Linked DNA regions of Zea mays: all the other regions are linked to region 2. A link is a contact called in public Hi-C data. All regions are on one chromosome and are shown on one strand. Each heading gives the region's core, a stretch centred on a gene start, on an enhancer-like site or on the middle of the called end of the contact. The rest is flanking DNA. Distances are from core to core; before and after follow the strand shown. Region 1 holds the start of LOC100192922. Region 2 holds the start of LOC103634924 (CBL-interacting protein kinase 14). Region 3 holds the start of LOC100274933.

Region 1 (3,337 bases), core at 603-3,102, 150 kb before region 2:
CGGCCGCGCGGCGGACAGCTCGGACTCGGTTCAGAACTTTGTTGGCAGAATGTTTAGTTCCGGCGTCGGACCCTCATCTTCTTGCTGTCGTAGATGAGGCGTTTGGGGACTGGTTACTGAATATTGATTACATATTTGTTCTTTATTATTACTAGTGTGTGTCAGTGTGTGTAGTGACTCAGTTGCTCACGGTCATGTGAGGCTTATTAGTCGCTTAGCTTCTGATGATCCATTGTTAAAAGAAAGATTCCAGTCCATGCCTAACAGTTTCAGGCAGTGGTAGAACGGAGGCTGGATCTTGCCTGCCACTGCCACCAACCACTACTGAACCACAACGCTTCATGAGCGGCAGTGGGCCGTGGCATCCTCGGCGAATCTCAGCCGCAGCTGTATCATATCGATCCTCGCCTCTCGCCGGCAGCCGGCCGGGAGCTCACGGCGGGGCAGACGGGTCCGGTCTGCTATGGCTCCGGTCACTGGTCAGGCGCGCTGCCCAGCGCATCCTCCTCGCCCTCGCCCTCGGCTGCCGCAACCGGCCGTCGCTGCCGGAGTCGCCGCCACTTCCTCCAGCTGCTGCGGATGTAACGTCACTGAACTCCAACTCGTAGCCTCCTCTCTCTCTCTGCTCCTCCTCCTCGAGTGTTCGTAACGGGGTGGCGTACGTACGAGTGGATAAGGTTTTAGATATGATTACTGCCCCCGGTTCGTGTATCGTGTCCTCGTCTTCCAGCAATGGCTGGGGGTGTGGTTTTAGCGGACCTCATCATAATCTGAACCGACGCAAATTTGCAAGTAAGAAACCAATGCGAATTTGTGTTTCTTTGTCGTTTTAAGCCATTTTAAGGCTCAGTTCGATGGCTCAGGTGCATGTGGCGTGACGAGATTATCCACAAATGTTTTCTCTAAATTCTTTCTCTATATTATTTTTTTCACATTAATAATATTTCTTCTTCTATTTTTTTATCTCCAGTAATGATTCCTCCTATATTCTTCTCATATACCCACTACAACCATAAAATATTATCTTCCATACCTATTTATTATATACAACTATTTTTCCACTATAAAAAAATAACACGGTGCACGAACTTCGAGGGTAAGTGGGCTGGCTCCAAGCCGCCAGATTTGGTGGAATCCTTTGTTGCGTTAGGCTAATCACAGTGAAGATTTCATGTCTCTATTTTTAAAAATAACACATCAGTTTTATGGATAAATGAAACATCTTTTCTCAATAGAAAGTTTCATCTTACTATTTCATATGTCAACATACTTCTTAAATGCTGCATATAAATAACCAATAGGATTTACTCAATTATATGAAGATGAAACAAAACACTCTCAGTGAAGGTTTCACACAGTTTTCAAGACCTTGGAAACGAGTTAACATGGTTTCATCCCCATAAAACTCTATGAAACTCTTCCTTCTTAAATGATGTGACATGTTATTAAAATAGCTGATTATAGCAGACTAATTAATACATGAAACACTTCATAAAACATCTATTGTGATTAGCCTTATTACTCTAGCCGATAGGGGAGGCTGAAGAGTCACGCTAAACACCTACACTGTAAGAAGACGCGAAGAGGCACGCTAAACACCGGTGCAAGGAGAGGCTGCGCCGTGCGCTGCAGGCAGTCTGAGTCCACAAGTCATGGTACACGTACACGTGATGAGTCCCCACGTGTGCCCTTTGCAATCACCGCTGGCGCCTGACGTGGCGCCAGAAGCTGTCGCCCCTGGAAGCTTTGAGTGGATTTGTTTTTTTTCCACCGATCCCGATTCGGATCCGATTCCGCGGCAGGCGGCATTCCCAGCCTCCCAAACCCATTTCCCTCTCCGATCAAATCAAATCAAACTCAAACCGACACGGGACCCACGCCGCATCTCCGCCTCCGCAGATCGCCGCCGCCTACACGCGCCCCTCCGCGCGCCGATGGCCGCCGCGGACCCGCCGCCGCGCGGGGAGGCCGCGCCCGCGCTGAAGCGGAGCGCCAGCATCGACCGGATACCGGCGGACGCGCGCCGCATCCTGCACCGCCTCGCCGGGGACCTCTGGGGCGGCGACGTGGACCCCGGCGCGCTGGCCGTGTCCCAGCTCAGGGGCGCCATGACCAACGAGGTCTTCCGGATCACCTGGCCCGGCGGCGAGGCCGAGGGCAACGGCCCGCGCAAGGTGCTCGTGCGCATCTACGGCCGGGGCGTCGAGGTCTTCTTCGACCGCGCCGACGAGGTCCGCACCTTCGAGTGCATGTCGCGCCACGGCCAGGGGCCCCGCCTCCTGGGCCGCTTCGCCAACGGCCGCGTCGAGGAGTTCATCAACGCCAGGGTACACTACGCCTCTACCACCCTAAATGCGTGATGTGTCTGCTCGGATCCGTTCCGCGGTTGTTTCTTGTCATGGCTCACTCGCGCGTTGCTCGCGTCCTGGCCTTGCCAGACCCTCTCCGCCGCGGATCTGCGCGACCCGGAGATGTCCGCGCTGATTGCCAGGAAGCTGCGCGAGTTTCACGATCTCGACATGCCTGGACCTAGGGACGTGTCATTGTGGCAGAGGCTCAAGTATGCCATTGTTTCTTTTCTTTTTTTATTTTTGTGGGAAATGTGCTTGAATTCTGATCCCAATCTGATTGCTTGGTGTTGTATGAATCAGGCGGTGGCTTGGGGAGGCTCGTGACAGGTGTTCTGAGGAAGAGTCTAACCAATTTCAGCTGAATAAACTAGGTGATGAGATTTCAGTGCTGGAGAAGACGCTCTCGGGGCTCCAACAGTCAGTAGGATTCTGCCATAACGATCTGCAGTATGGAAATATTATGATATATGAAGAGACCAGACAAGTCACCTTGATAGTAAGTTTTATAAAATGAGAATCTATTCTCATTTTTCACTTAAAACCTATTCCGGCGCCTATCTGCATAATTCTGGGTAAAATTTACAGGATTACAATTTTCCTGTATGTTATCATGAAATTTTAGGAATGGGGACACATATAAGTAAAACAGAAAAAAAATCTAGGTTTGCTGAGCAATGCTAGCAATAAGGAACAACTTGACAGACCTGCGAGGAGTTCTTGTTCTACCAAATCTTAGACCATGTTATTCCTGTAACTTAATGCCGCCTTGTTGATCTTTTATTCTCTGCAGGACTATGAATATGCGAGTTTTAACCCAGTCGCATTCGACATTGCTAATCACTTCTGTGAGATGGCTGCTGATTACCATACATCAACACCACATGTGTTGGATTTTACGAAATATCCTGGTTAGCTTCACTTATCACAATTTGCGTTGATAGATATCTTGCTATTGAAGTTACGTTTGCTGCTTGATTTCACTGCTA
Region 2 (3,371 bases), core at 809-3,308:
AAGAAAACACCGCATTCAAAGACATTAGCGGTGAAAAAAAAACAGAGAGAGAGCATGAAAGCATCTCAAGCTGGGTTATGTACCCTTTATCTAGTCTAACTTCTGAATTTTTTGTTGCAGTAAGATGCTCCCTACTCAGTCATGGTTTCAGTTTCAGTTAGTCTCTCCTCTTTGCACTAAAGATTTGTATGGATCACGCAGGGTTGCATAATGTTTGCAAGAGGATAATGTGGTTGCATCTGGTACACATCAAATTACTGATGGATCTCCTGGAAAGCTCGACCCATTTTAAGGATCAACAACATTTTTTCATTATAAAATTGTAACAATCATCAGGTTGTAATACAATAACTCAGCTCCTCAACAATTATTGCTCAACAAAACACAACCTAATGGTTCATATCACCACCAATACAAAAAAGGAATGTAGCTGCTAAAAAAATAAGTAATGAAATGTACTAGAACAGAATCCACGGGAGACATCCAAAGCTACTTTTGCTTCTGCTGCAGATCATCTCCATGCCAGGCCGAGACAATGTCCTTTAACCTTGGTCGGATGCTCTCTTCCAACAGTTTCTCGTACTCAAAGAGATCGCCACTGGTTTGTTTCATCTGAACAAGATGGCAGGATGGTGTGATCTCAAAGATCTGCGTGTCAAACTGAAGGACACCATTGCCCCCCTCCTTCCTCCTTTGAATGCTGACAGTGTTGTTGTCCTTCTTCCTTATCCTGAGATTCAGTGCTTTTGCAACGTCTTCAAGCTTTGAGATGATGGCCAACGCAGGCTTATCTGAAGTGAACCTTGTCTCCTTCCTGCACTCCTTGATAAATAGACCAGACAGGTCCAACCCTGCTGATAACGCGATGATTTCAAAGGCATTGAGGTTTGTGGCAACCAAGGACTTCATATCTTCGTGAGCAATCTCCTTGCGCCTAGAAGCAAGCACTAGGGCAGCATTTGTGGTGGTGCCATTATCGCTAAGAACTTTCTCGTTCACTACACTGATCTCCCTAGGACCTTTTCGGAACCAGGTAGACTCTTTTATCTCCTGAATTGAAGGTCTCATGCTGGGGTTCGGGTTCAGGATCTTGTATAGCAGCCTCTTGAGTTTGTGTGAAAACCTACTGGGGCACCTGAAATCTCTATCATGTATCTTTCGATAAATCTCCATCAAGTTTGGGCCCTGGAAAGGGAGGTAGCCAGCAGCGAGAACAAAGAGGACAACACCACAAGACCAGATGTCTGATTTTGCACCATCGTAGCCTGTCTTCTTGATCACCTCCGGAGCTATATACACCGGTGTCCCACATACAGTATGGAGCAGACCATCTGTCCTCCTCGACTTTGAAAACGCGCTCAGTCCAAAGTCAGACACCTTGAGGTCTCCATTCTCATCCAACAGCAGGTTCTCAGGCTTCAAGTCCCGGTGGTACACGCCTCGGCTGTGACAGTGATCCAGTGCGTCCATGAGCTGCTCGAAGTATCTGTGTGCGTCAGCCTCCGTGAGCCTGCCGCTCCTCTTAACCTTGTCCATGAGCTCACCCCCTTTGGCATACTCCATGATGATGTAGATCTTGTTCCGCGTCGCCATGACCTCATGGAGACGAACAATGTTTTTGTGTTCCACCAGCCGCATCGTCGTGATCTCACGCTTTACCTGCTCCGAGAGCCCAGCCGTGAGCACCCTGTCCTTGTCCATGATCTTGATAGCAACACCCTGGTCGCACTCGAGGTCCCTTGCATAGTGCACCTTCCCGAACGCGCCTTTCCCCAACAGCTTCCCCATCTCGTACCGCTCCGTCAAAGTCTTCCCTCTGGTGTTCATATCTTTTATCTCCATGAAAATTGTGTGATCACGTATAAGACTAGCTTTCTGTTGTCAATCAGGTGGGCTGCGCCTTATGGGTCGGACTCTGAAGAGGGTGGAGTGGATGCAGGCAAGGTGACCGCCGCTCAAGTCAAGGGACGAGCAGGCCTGCAGACCTTGCGCAAGAGCCACCAGACCGCTCAAGTATCTTCTATGCAAGCACATCTTTCAGCATTCCCTGATGCTTTTGTTGGTGTTTCTTGTTACAGACTTGTGATCTGCAATACACAGAAAGAAAAGAAGCATTATTAGACTCGACTCTGCTGCTGGAGGACCACATGAAAAGGCTAGAAATATTTTGTTAGCTACAGGACCGGCCGGATGCCAACAGAATCGGCCAGCCAAGCAAGGGCTTCGTAAAAAAAAATCTAAAAATCATGATTGTGCATGCTATGTATACAGTGATCCCATCAGGTAACAGAATAAGAGAACAAGCTAGAAGAGTCGAAAAAACGACAGCAAGATTCATCGACAGTAAGAAGGTGAAAGGTAGGGGATAAATCTGAAATGAATGCAGTTTGTGTAAAGCCATCACCCGGCTATTTGGAACCCCAGCAAAAAAATCTGATCTCATCTCTAATAAGAATCCAAGCCATGTCACAGCAGTTTGTGTGAGCTTTGCCTGCCGCCGCCTTTATTCTAATCCTGAATCTATAAACCAGGTCTGTAGGGAGGCGCTAGGTATACGATCGTCGCCGTACGGCGTCCTTACCCTACAGCGTGGGATCCGTAAAAAGAAGTGGGATGGGAACGCATCGTAGCGGCCGGCGTGCAAGTAAACTAGATAAGGAAGACAGAGGATGCATGGATTGGTTGGTTGTTGTTACGTACCTTGCGACGACGACGACGACGAGAGCCAAGGCTTCGTTCCGGTCGCCGGGCGCTGCACTTTTTCAGGGTCACCGGGCGCTGCACTTTTTATGTTCCTTGCGACAACGACGACGAGAGCCAAGGCTTCGTTCCGGGCGCTGCACTTTTTCAGGGTCAGGGGGTGTCGAGACGATCGCCGCTGGTGTTTCGGCGAGCTTAGAGAGGTGGGTGCGGGTGGGATGCGGCGACAGCGAGAGAGGGTCAGGTCAGGTGCGGCTCATGGGCCTTTTATATGCCTTGACGAGAATGACCCGGGCGCTGCATGCAGGTCCGCTGGAATATTCGCCCCCGTGGCGTGCGTGGCTATCTAGCCATCCATGGCCATCCCGATGATCTATCTGTCTAGCCATCCAATCCATGGCCGTTTGATTCATCTGTGATGCATGTCTTGCATATAGACACACACACATGCAAAGATCAAAATCATGCAATGCAACAACCTGAGGCCTGTGTGCGCGCGCGTGGCTATCTGAAGCGATGCCAACTTGCAACTTGTAATGGTAGCAAGTTCTGGTGAGCAGATTCAATCAAAAGTTCTGAACCCACGTTGTCAGGTATGGTTTGTTATTAGATCTGGGTGACTCATTGTCAGTTATATATATATATATATATATATATATATATATATATAT
Region 3 (3,298 bases), core at 62-2,561, 150 kb after region 2:
TTACAGAAAGCAGCTGGGTATATCAAACATGCAAGTTTCCCTCAATCTTCATGACACTGCACTGGGGAAAAAAATACAAACATGAGAAAATTGATAGGAACAGATGCATGAAAATGCATAAATTCTTTTGTGAAAAATAGGGTCATAGACACGAATGCATGTCCTTTGCAATTGAGAGGACCATAGGAATTAGTCCTATATACACCAGCAGGTCCCGTGTCTAAACTTCCAAACCCCAGTAACAAAAGTTAAATAATGTAATTGTAAGGTACAATGACAACCAGACCTACAAAGCTGTCAAGAGTTAGCACTGTTGCCTACGGTCATCACAGAATACAAAGCAAACTCCTAATATAAACATGTGAATAGTGATTTCCTTGTCTTAGAAAGATAGCATGTCAGAACACATGCAAGCACATTGTCCACTAGTTAGAGGCAGATCTAGTGAAGTAATACACAGTGAACTCGAGTATCGAATTCTACAAGTACCAACAAAACAGAAATCGAGTGTCAGTACACAGTACACGAGGGGAAAGGAGCCACATGGCTCCTACGCTAAGTCTTTAGTTTTCACAGTGACGAATGGGTCAATGGGTTCAACCACTTCTTTATTACCCAAACTTCGTTGACAAGATGCAAGACACACTTACCTTGCCTGTCCTGCCGTCAGATTTCAAGTTTGGAAGCACAGTTGCCCGTCTACAACATTTAGCTGTAATTCTGACCGCCGCAGTACTTCCTTAGATAAGATAACTTGGGTAAGCGATTTCATCGAACACATTGAGCCCATTGCACTTCATCGAGCGGAGTAAAAGTTATGAACTGACCACAGACCTAACAGCCAACTACCCACAAAAGGACGCCGTCCAGATTCGATTACTCGACCCACCGCACACAGAGATTAGTAGGTTGCTAGGCTAAAACTCGCAGCTCGAATCCAATCAAAAACGGGAACAGACAATCCCGACGACGCCTTCGAACCCCAACCAAAGGATCCAAGAAACTAACCCGCTGGGGGATAGCAGACTTACGTGGAGAGCGGGAAGAAGAAGCACGCGCCTCCGCGGTCAGGTCGATGGACGCGAAGAGAGAGAGAGAGAGAGAGAGAAGGATCCTTGGCGGCGTTTTTGGATGTCCAGCGCCGCCAGGTCTGGCTCTGTGCTCTGGCTTCCCTTTTTTCCGGCCCCGGCGTTGGTGGTCTCAGGGGAGAGAAGGAACCGGAGAAAGCGCGGGGCGGCGGGGCTTTTGTCCGTTTGCTTGGCCAGCCCACGGGCCACGGCCCCACAGGATGAATCCGGCCATGGGATTATGGGAAGCAAAGAACTACGGATGTCTAATTTATCACACTTTATTTAACTTTTGTGTTTAAATTTAGTTCTTCAATTCAAATGATCAACCTTAGTTAAAATGTGACACGGTTAGTCACGAACCAAACAAACCCTACATCCTTATTATATTTTATCTGTCAATATATTTAAGCAAAGAACTGCTTCCTTACTATCTTGGCCATGGGATGCCACAGATCCTTGCCACTATACCTTCTTCCATAAATGTCACATCCTCAGAGTTCAACTAGACTAATCATATGTAATGAATGAATCTAGCAATATATTTAAGCAAAGAACTACATCCCTCCTGTTATTTTTTGTATAAATACTTACTTTCACTTGCATGCAGGAGAGTTCACGAATTCATATCTGACATCACGGTCGTGATAGTGGTGTCGCTCGCTGCGCTCATGCTCTAGATCCCTCACCATGTCCTCTTCCTCTACATGGCGCGCGCTCTGAGCTGCTCCAGCTCCTCGCTCTCATTCCACTTTCCTCTCTCTGAGACACTGCATGTCCCCTTCTCCCATTCTTCATTCCATGTCCGATGGAAACTGATGTTTTACAATTGTGTTGTCTTTCCTATTTTAGAAGCCTGATAATAAGGGGGCCTCAATCAACACCTCCAAAAAGGTCAGCTTCTGCTATCTTTTGCAATGACATCATCATGTAACGATAATGTTGACAATGACAACGTCAACTACGAACATCTTAAGGAATAGGTAAACAAAGATGCAGAACCATCTCGAGTGTTTGATGAAAATAATCCTACTAAACATAAGGAGGCAAGCATTTGCTCTCCAAAAGTGTCAGCGGAGCAACAAGGTACGACAATATTGTCATTTTAGTCTGACTCCCCTATAAAGCATAATTATCCTAGACAAACGGTGAAACATTGGGATGTAGTACAATGCCGTCGTTCAAGCCCCACTTGACACTCCCTTCATGATCATTAGTGTTAGCCAAATCAAACTATAATCCCAAACTTCATTCAATTGACCAACCCTCTTGTCAACCCTTTGTGCTGCAGATTGGACAATTGCAAGCTTCCTTGTTTGAATCATTTAGGACATCGAGGCCTCTTCCTCTCGTGCAGATCACGTGCTTTGTAGTACCATCATAGACCTCCATACAATTCAAGGATCCTTCTGTGGGCCACGAGGAAAAGCAACCAGCAGCTGATGGAGGTTGCAAAGGCATTAATCGAAACATCAATTTTGGGTCACATTTTGCATTCAAGGATTCTTTTGCAAGACATGTTGAGGAACATGGACTATCAAGATAGGATCATCGTATTTTAGTCATGGTAAGATATGTTGCTAAACGTAGTAATAACAAATCCATGGAGAGTGCATAGGTAACATAATTGTCTTGTATCAGTGGTGGTAATGCACTAGCTACACCAGAAGATACACTGATGTCCAAGTTTGTTCCAAGCCCAACACCCCGCTCCTCCTTGCTCCTGTCGAGATTAGCTCCTCCTTTCGTGAAGATCTTTCCAATGTGGGCAAATATCGAGGCAATGGAAGTTTTCCATAGAGCGTCACCATAGCGACCAAACTTGCACAAGTGTCAGCAGCACGTTCTAGAACTCCATGAAGGGGTGGCCTTGGGTCTTGTGCTCTCTTTCTCCAACCTGGTAGAGAGCGTGAGGAGGTTGTGTGTCGAGGATGACGGTACAATGTTTATAAGAAGATGAAGGACATCTCTTTGTTGGAAGTCTATGGGTTCGACATGGAGCACATGCGGTCGTGGCTAGAGACGTTGGTGCACATAAAGAGCTTTTGCAATAGGCTGTAGTATGCGGTTGAAGATTTGGAGCAGAAGAGGTGATCGAGTAGGAGGCACACACATATCAATGTGTTAAATATGACGGTCCGTCATCTGGAACTACAAGCGTACCTCCGCCGTCCGTTGTATCCACAGACTTCGCCACCGGGGCAGGCAATGACAACGACGAGAGCTAGTGG

Evidence for each region. A called contact is a pair of places that touch in the nucleus more often than the background predicts.
Region 1: a contact with region 2 is called in a Hi-C map of bundle sheath, with 2.4 times the contacts expected there. The contact joins the promoter of LOC100192922 here to the promoter of LOC103634924 in region 2. A contact is called at or near these places in 4 of 25 Hi-C or Micro-C datasets (bundle sheath, ear, endosperm and 1 more).
Region 3: a contact with region 2 is called in a Hi-C map of bundle sheath, with 3 times the contacts expected there. The contact joins the promoter of LOC100274933 here to the promoter of LOC103634924 in region 2. A contact is called at or near these places in 4 of 25 Hi-C or Micro-C datasets (bundle sheath, ear and leaf).

The regions. Positions count from the first base shown.
Region 1 is chr8:21,742,525-21,745,861 of Zm-B73-REFERENCE-NAM-5.0, forward strand. LOC100192922 reads left to right here and starts at 1,853. Exons shown (of 7, transcript NM_001138106.1): 1 at 1,853-2,327; 2 at 2,439-2,560; 3 at 2,652-2,847; 4 at 3,142-3,259. The coding sequence starts at 1,935.
Region 2 is chr8:21,892,786-21,896,156 of Zm-B73-REFERENCE-NAM-5.0, forward strand. It overlaps LOC103634924 (CBL-interacting protein kinase 14), which reads right to left and starts at 2,059. Exons shown (of 1, transcript XM_020542804.1): 1 at 363-2,059. The coding sequence starts at 1,842. The coding sequence ends at 490.
Region 3 is chr8:22,039,017-22,042,314 of Zm-B73-REFERENCE-NAM-5.0, forward strand. LOC100274933 reads right to left here and starts at 1,312. Exons shown (of 5, transcript XM_035961613.1): 1 at 1,032-1,312; 2 at 1-61.